Regions from separate parts of the Gossypium arboreum genome. Here region 1 is linked to region 2. Evidence: chromatin contacts called from public Hi-C data. All regions are on one chromosome and are shown on one strand. Each heading gives the region's core, a stretch centred on a gene start, on an enhancer-like site or on the middle of the called end of the contact. The rest is flanking DNA. Distances are from core to core; before and after follow the strand shown.

Evidence for each region. Hi-C and Micro-C count contacts between places; a contact is called where the count stands out from the background.
Region 1: a Hi-C map of leaf shows a contact between it and region 2, with 2.1 times the contacts expected there. The contact joins the promoter of LOC128283919 here to the promoter of LOC108464414 in region 2. A contact is called at or near these places in 2 of 5 Hi-C or Micro-C datasets (both in leaf).

What each region holds. Positions count from the first base shown.
Region 1 is chr2:103,919,000-103,923,616 of ASM2569848v2, forward strand. LOC128283919 (endochitinase 1-like) reads right to left here and starts at 2,839. Exons shown (of 3, transcript XM_053021332.1): 1 at 2,238-2,839; 2 at 1,961-2,114; 3 at 1,297-1,861. The coding sequence starts at 2,661. The coding sequence ends at 1,468.
Region 2 is chr2:103,759,437-103,763,883 of ASM2569848v2, forward strand. LOC108464414 (lysine histidine transporter-like 8) reads right to left here and starts at 1,654. Exons shown (of 5, transcript XM_017764709.2): 1 at 1,105-1,654; 2 at 872-1,008; 3 at 349-776. The coding sequence starts at 1,490.

The sequences.
Region 1 (4,617 bases), core at 1,589-4,088, 160 kb after region 2:
AGGTAATGCCTCGTATTCCGTCCCGGCGTAGGGTACGGGTGTGGGGTGTTACACGGCCAACGTTTCACCCATACTTGGTTGACTAAGGCCGAAATGGCCTCCTTAAATAGCTTGGCTCAAGCTCTTGTGATAGAGCCTTGGGGCAGCTCCAATGGATCCATGCTCGAGCTAGGTGCACTCCGGGGCATGAACGTATCACCAAAGCCTTGTATTCTATATTTAATGGTGTAGATTTCATAGTGTTTAGAAGAAGTTCTAAATATGTCTCAACATGAGAAGCTTGGAATATTTTGGAAACTATCCATAAAGAAACATCTAGAGTTAAAATGTCTAAAGTTCAAATGTTGATTATTTGGTTTGAAATTTTAAGAATATTTGTAAAAGCGAATCAATTTCTGAATTTTATGCTAGAATTTGTGTGATATAATTCTGCTCCTGGCAAAGAATGTTTCCAGGAGATCCTAGTTTCAAAGAGGCTCGTTCATCGCCCGAGGAGTTTGCAATTAAAGTGGCAACTATTAAAAAAGCAAAGGACAGATGAGTTAATTGGTTCAATTTAGTGAAAGCTTGAACAACCAAAGTCAATAAATTCCATCAAACAATTATCTTCTCGAAAACATTATGTGATAAATAAATAAATAAAAGAGAAAAATAGCCAATTATCATAATAAATCATACAAAAATCATATATTCTTTAGTCCAAACTTAATGCCACATGTTAAAAGTTCTAACTCTTTAGATTATGCAAACCAATACCTAATATGGCATAAATAATAATAATACATAAGATCTTTATTTTAAGGAAAATATATAAGATTTTTGGATGTGATAAAGAAGAACACAGTAAAATATTGATTTTATTTTCTTGATCTTTTCTCGTTTATTACACAATCCCTTAATAATGAAGGCAATACACTTTCTAGTGTTATAATGTGCGTGAAACCTTTAATTTTGTAGTATGATTTAATTATTATTAAAATAAATTAGTTAACTCAAATCAAATAACTTGGTTCTTGACTTAATTGGATCTTAGGTTAGAAGCTTACAATGCAATGTTTAATCTAGATTTCGATATTGTTTATAAGCTTTAGTTATTTAGTGCTATATGTTAGTATTAATTAGCTCCCGGAGTTTTAACAGACTAGCCTAAGAAGATAAGCCAACGTTTTTACAGCTTCAAGCATTGGAACCCTTTCCTGGTATCATATAACATAATCACAGAGTTTGATGTTGTAGAATGCTGTCTCAGGAATTTAAACATGCATGGTGAAATATATTAGAAGGAAAACGGAAAAAGGAAAAGAAAGCACCTATTTTATTATTCTCTCACAAATCATCAAAGACAAAATAAAGGAACAGTGTCATAGCAAACCCAACAAAGCTGGATCAGTTCACTGTTGTGATGCATACAGAAGAAGGTCAAACATCTTTATTTGAACGTTTACTGATTTCATTAGAGACAAAAAGCTACATTGAGTCCACTAAGACTCCATTCCCGAAAGGCCTTTGGTTGTAGCAGTCAAGATTGTTACCATAGCCAACTCCTAGCATTTCACAGTACCTCTTATAGAACCCAATGCGGTCTTCTACCTTTGCATCCCAACCCTTACCGCATTCAAGGCCTCCGTTGATAATATTTGTGATCACACCATACCCTGGAACCCGTCCCTCTGCCTGATCACTACCAGAGGGTGACCATGCTCCAACGACCACATCGTGGCAAGATGGCTTCGGTGATTGCGGAGTCATCCAAAACCAAAACGCAGACTTGAAGGAAATTGTGGGATCACTTGATAGCAGGTCTGGGTTGTTTAACAAGTCCACCCCTATGGACCGTCCACATTGCCCGTAGTTGTAGTTCCTGAAGCACCAAAGTTGATTAGTTATGACAATGTCAACATCTTACCATAAATATAGCATTTCAAGAGAAGAAGCGAATGGTGAAAGAGGATGCAGTTACCAAGTAAGTTGCATGGGACCCCGGCCAAAATATTGTTTACCAGGAGCACAAGGGTAGTTCGGACTCCAAGCGCAGTAAGGGGAAGGGTTCAATTCCCTATTGTAACAGTATCCCCATGCATAATGACCATCCGGTGCAGCCCACCCTGCCCCACCTGCAGCAATGCATCAATCATCAAATTTAATTTGTTAAATCGATAATGTTTTCTGAGATTGTCTGCAAAAGTCATGTTGAAAAGATGATGAACATTGTGTATCTAGTTTCCAAATGGACTAACCAGTAGTTTCATGGGAAGTTTGGGCTAAGAAGGCAGCTATTTCCCTCTTCCGAGTAGCTTGGTCACCAGTTGTAGCGAAGGCAGGAAAAGAACGTGCAGCAGCAATGAAAGCATCATAGGTATAGAAGCCACGGGCAGGACAACCCCCATCGTCCCTATGCAAAAGCATCCGATCAAACGTCTCTCTTGATATAAGATTGGTTAGCCCACCAGGCCCAGGGGCAGGGCCACTACCGCTGCACTGACTTTGGCAACCCGGAACTGTGCAGTAGTTAACAGTACTGCCACACCAACCAAATTGGCTACAACATAGACCACCGGGGCAAAGAGCACCGCCTGCTTGCCTTCCACACTGCTCAGCTGATCCTATGACTACATAGGATAAGAACAAAAGGAAAACTGACAAGAGCCGAAGAAAGCTCATTTTTTATTTGATTTTGTCGATGTGGGATGAAGCACGAATGGAAGGATGCACATTTATATAGAGTGGGATTGATGGTGAACCATAGGTTAATATTTTTTTACTGTTAGTTTAGATCGGCTGGATAAGAAGAAAGGTAGCAAATATAGGGATCCGAACTCCAGACTTACTCTACACCTAATGAACTGAGATTTTGATCTCATCATGTGCTTGACTTGTCAATTTAAGGTGGTAGAGCATCTTACCTACATTATCTGAAAACGAAACTAAGGACTGGTACGTGGGCGGCTATTCAATCATTTTAACTTCTCGTACATGAATTCTTTTTTCTTTTCTTTTAAATTCTTGCACATGAAGTCTTATAAGGGGCCAACATTAAATTTACTCTCGCTCGTGTAGGTGAGAAACCAACAACGGTTTTGTGCATTGATTATGTTTCATCTATGCTTTACAAGCTATGGTCATTATTTATTTAAGCTTGATAAAAATAGAGCATAGGTAAAGGAAAAGGGAGAAGAGCAATGTTTTCCGTATATATCCCACGATAACTTTATTAAAAAGAATTGTACAGGGTAAGAGTTTTTCAGACACAATAATAGCTCGCATTGGTATGGTATGTATATATTTTTAATTTCCTTTTTGTTTTTACCAAATTTTCTTGGTCGAAAATGAATGAAGTTTGCATGAATACATGTGCGTAGAAGTGATCCACATCAAATAAAAACATTAACTCCCATGAAATTATAATTGCCCTGAAACTTCAATACAGTTGAACAAGATTACGAGACATGCTTACCCTACGTAAGCCGAATTAGCGTAGAGGAAGGCAGCTTCATGGGTGTTACCGTTAACGCGTATTTTCCACGCACCAAAACAGGAGAGTCCTCAAGGAGATTTTAGCATTATTAGCATCCAAGCACCCAGAGGCGGCTTCTGCCTGCAGTATTAAACTATGTGCAATTTTAAATAGGTTCTGGTGTCCTGCATTTATTAGCAAACCAAACTTAGATAATCCACATGATCAAGTCTTTTGTCTCTGCATACTCTCTTGTAAATATTTTATTAATTCGTCTCTTTCTCTCTAAAATATGACATTTCTTTTAATCCTTTCTTTACGAGATCTGCCACATCCAACTTGCTTAAACAAAACCAAAGATTAGGTTAACAAGTTCATGTAAATGGCAATTTATTTTTAGGGTTTTTCTAATATTTATGGTTATTATTTGTCAAAGTTTATAAATATAAATATATATTCGAATAGTTACAAAATAAAATTAAATAAATACAAAACATAAATAGATGAAGTAATAAGATGACTCTCACATATATAATATTAAAACCTAAACATAATAAAGCTTAAACTTAAACATAAACATTTACTAAAAATATTAAAATCTCATCGATTTTGAATTCAACTAATTTACTCTATTATACTCTTTTATCGCTCTAATAAACTAAAGGTAGTAATTTTTTTTATAAACGAAGGAAGTCACATCTACAATGGTCACGACTCAACATCATCTATTAAAATACGCCATATTCTAGCAGGGGGATGATTGGAAAACTGGACTTGTGGTTCTTCATCTAGCAAAAGTTTACTCATAAAGTATGTCCCAATTCCATCAAAGTATTATGGTTAGACGTTAAATCATTGTTATTTTATCATCTCCGCATATGATCTTTTGATTTTGGAAATATTGTTGAGATATTAGTGTTTGATTTTCAACTTTTATATTGTTTCGGAATTTATAATTATTATTTTTATTTGGATCTTACATTTAGTATCAAAGTGTGGTTAAAGTCTCTGTCTATCATGTTGTTTAATTTCCTACGAATTGCAAATAATGTAATTTTATTATCGAAATAAAAATATGCTTAGGGTTCTTTGTACTTTTACTAGGGAATATTTATCTTGGTCTTGATCTTGATCTTATGCATAATATTATATATTAGGTTGAT
Region 2 (4,447 bases), core at 404-2,903:
ACAAGTTTGTTCTTTTTTAACTGTTTTATTTAAAATTCTCTATTTATTTGTCAAAGAGACAAAGTTGATGTTTTTTTTTTTTTGTATGAAAAACGTCATAAATGGCTAAGCCAAGAATTGTTTGTTGAACATGAAAAATTTGAGAAGAAATTACAGTGACTTAAAATGAATCTGTAATATTTGAGAAGGGATAAAAATGAAATATTTCGTTGGATTTTACTTTTAATTTTAATATTTTTAATTTTTAATTTTTTAATTTTTAATTTTTAATTTTTTCTATGATAGCATAAAATTTAATATATAATCTAAATAAAGAAACATATATTAGTAGAGCATGGGAAATTTTACCTGAATCTCAAGTATCAGGTTGTGGCCTCTAAAAGCAAAAGCAATGATCCCAAGCGCATTAAGAATATCAAAAATTCTAATAACTTCAGTTCTTCCTTTCACTGGATTGTATGATACTCCGGGCATTCTTCCCTCAACCACTGAAATCACCCAAATTAGGGTGCAATAAGCAATAGCTGTGATGGCTCCGACGAGCGACACACCGGCGATCGAGTTTAAATTAGGCAGCTGAGACAGAAGCACTGCAGCAGAAGTGAATATTAAGTACCACTCCGCGTTGGTAGGTGGCTGAGCGGAGCATGTTCCACCGCATACGGTATTGAAAAACAGCCTACAAGATTGGGCACCGATGATGATCAAGGTGATGCATGTTCCTGCTGATAGGTACAAGATGGGGAACAATGCAAACCATTTTGCTAACTTCTCACCTGAGTTGTTAACCATGAATGAACATTAAACAATCAGTTTCGACTTCAAAAATTCGCTAGAAAATCAAGAATTAATGTTGGGTTTATGGCTTTACCGAAAGTCGCATTGCAAAGCTGAAGATATCTGCTGTAACGCATTCCAGTTTCAGGAGATTCATGGAGGTGGACCAGTAAGTATAGGGTGTAAAGCTGCCATATGAAGGCCACAGTCAAGGTTATGATTCCCCAAGACCTGGAAACAACAAACATTGGTATAACCTGTTAACTTCATCAACCTGTTGCATATTGTAAGCACCATGAAAATTTATAAGTGTCTTTGATTACGTACCACCCAAGGAACGTGAAAGCAACAGGGAGCACAAGGGCTTGAATACCAATCCCTGAACAAAGAGTATGAAATGCAGCGTAATAGGCATTTCCATTCCTTGACTCAGTGATGGGAAGCCAAGCATCATGAGGGTCAAGCCTGGTAAGCTTAAGAGCCCTTCTAATTGGACTTCCCAAAGGAGTAATAAAACGTGGGGTTCTAATCCTTGGGGTTGAACTTTTTGGGGTTTTGCTTGCAGGTTGTATGTGATCATCCGTGGAAAGAAGCGGTGATCGAGTAAGAGAGGGAGAATGAAGTTGGGAAGGAGGAGCCGATATCGGCGGCGTTGGTGCTGCCGAACCAGTTCTTGGTGTTGCAGGGAAGGAGCCTATTTCCTTATCACCCATTTTTATCGTCCCAAATAAGTTGTCACCTTGATCTCTCTCAATTATGTAGTAATTTCCCCTGCTTTTCCCTCACATAGATGCACTAAAATATCTCCTATATATAGACTCCGGAACTTAGAAAACAATGTAGGAATTTTATGTAATATAAACATGGTTAACTTACTATTTGATGACGAGGGCAAGTTGATTTTAGGAGAATGATGGTTAATATTCAAAGCCAGGAAAAAGGGGAAGACTGCAGCAGCAGCCAGCCGGGGCTCACTAGTTCAGTTTTTTCAACTCATCGACATATTTCTTAACTCATACTTTACAACTGCCGGTCACTCAAAGTAGCCAACCAAAATATTTTTGGGTCAACCAGTACATACACACGTTTACTATTGTAACTTAGAACTTGATTTGGAATGAGTCCTTATAGATAAACATTAAAAAAAATGTTTTCAAAGGTAAAACACTTGCCTTGTTGAATAAATATTAAAAAAATAACCTTTTAATAATCTCGTCATCTAAATTTATTTATTAGCCATGCTTTTCAGATCATTCAAGAAAATGGAGGACACTAAAATATAATATTGCGACCTACTTCGCGTAGTTTCATACTTGCATAAGGTTTAGCATCGGGTTTTACGAATTTTAATTTATCCAAATATAATCCTCGTACTTTATAAAAACTATCAAAATTTGATAAATTAAATCATAATTAAACCAGCAAAGTTCTAAATTGAATGAATGGCGGTCCTTGTATATATATAAGACGCTTTGGTATTATTGTATGCAATATATAATGTAATAAATCTTGTTTGGGTATCATTAGGGTACCTATTTTGCAAACTGATACCTACATAGATTCATCAAATATAAATTCCTTTTTAACTTTTTTTTACAAAAAGAAAGATAAAATCCTAATAATAACACACTTGGTACGATAATTTATTAGTAAATTATATATCACTGCAACAAAACGTGTGGTAATTGTAAAGTTGTAGTCAATGTTGGGAGTTATCCACAATTTCCTGGTGTTTTCAGAATAAGTAAACAATCTAAAGGTGGCATTTTTGAACGAAATATATAAAATGTCAAAATATCCTGTTTTATAATCTAATAAAGTGGGCTACCTATTAATATAATAAAAAACAGTTTGAACGTCTGGCAATTGGATCAAATGCTCAATTTTCACGTCTGAAATATTTATATTTATATTAGTTTCAATTATAATGTTTGAATTTACATGTTCAAACTTCAAAGCCCAGAGTACACAAATTGTGTATGAAATTGAAATTGAAATTGAAATTGGATTAAGTGGTTAATTATTAAGGGCACTAATTTGACTAATGATTTAATTAGCGGAAGAAAAGGGAAAAAAATAAAAAAAGATTGAAACCACGGAGTCAACTCTATCTCCTCCCAATAAGCCAACCTGTACAAGTCCTAATGGTCTAATTCTGGTTTTAGTCCCTATACTCTTTACACATTTTAAATTTAATTGTTCTACTTTAAATTTCAAAAATTTAGACTCTCTACTCTTTTGATTTAATAATTAAAATTTAATTGATAATGCCATTTTTTAATTCACTTTACTTCTATGAAATAATCCTAACAAAGAATTTTATAACCCCGGATTCAAAATTGAAAATCTTTACAATCTTACATAACATTTTTATTTGTTTATTAGGCCCTCCACGTATGTAATATTGGTAATGTGAACATTTTTTTTCTTGGATTTTAAATAAGTCACACAACAAAGTATCTTGACAGTGTTATCAATGGACTTCAATTATCATACCAAAATAGTAAAGGAACTAATTACTAGAGGGAACAAATTTTAAATGTGTAAAGCGTTAGTGATTGGGAGCAAAATTTGACCAGTCGTAATATTTCTAGTAACTCATTTCCTATAATGATGAATCTCAAAATTATATATAAATTTTAATTTAATGTCTAATTTGATACATATACTTTAATTTGGTGTAATTATACATATAATACTATGGTTGTGGTTCAAATGTATACATGAAACTTTAATTTTATACACATTTAAAGAAATAAATACATCAATTTATTTTATATTAAATAAATATAATTATTTGTGTATGCAATATATATATAAACATAAAATAATAATTGTGTTAATAATTTGTGAGAATTAGATGAAATTAAAATTTTATGTATAAAATTGCACATTAAAATAAAGTTGATGTCCTATAGTTACGAATTTAGATTTTGTAACGAAAAATGAGAATAATAAAAAAAAAATGAAAAATGATAAAAGAGTTCATATGTTGGTTTCCGCTGCTTTTGTTTGAACCCGCCAATTCAGATCACAAGATAGTTACTTTAATGAAGATTATATTGCAAAAAGCACGTTGCAACTATTTTAATAATGTATAATAGGAAGGCATGAAACCCCAAATTTATCCATGTTTTTATTTTAAATTTCAAGTATTAGACAGATGCAGGTGGGTGAAATATAACAGTTTCTACTAAGTGACCAATGTTAGTAAATTTATGTGAGAATAATATGTCTAAACCTGCTATTTTGAGGTAAGCTTATGAAGATGGCTTCTGAAAACTAATTGAGGCATGTGCATGACAAAATCAGGGATTGACATACAGTTAGGAAAGGAGTTAAAATATTATATGGTTCAACAAAAGAATTGACCAACAACAATAAATGATCATCATCATGGGGATCTGAAACAATAATCAGAGCAGATTAGATTCGAATTTCAATGTCTATCTGCTCTTATTTCTTATGTATATTTTTGAATCACTAATAATTTCCACCACAATATTGTTTCTCTACTTTATACTTTGTTCAAAAGTCTTCAGGGAAGTAGAATACGCAATCTCTGGTCAATAATGGGATACTGTTTGAATTTTGAAAAGCTTGAATGGATGTAGTTTGGTGTATGATATGTTGAGTTTAAGCTGGAATGCTTACATACAAGCGATATGTT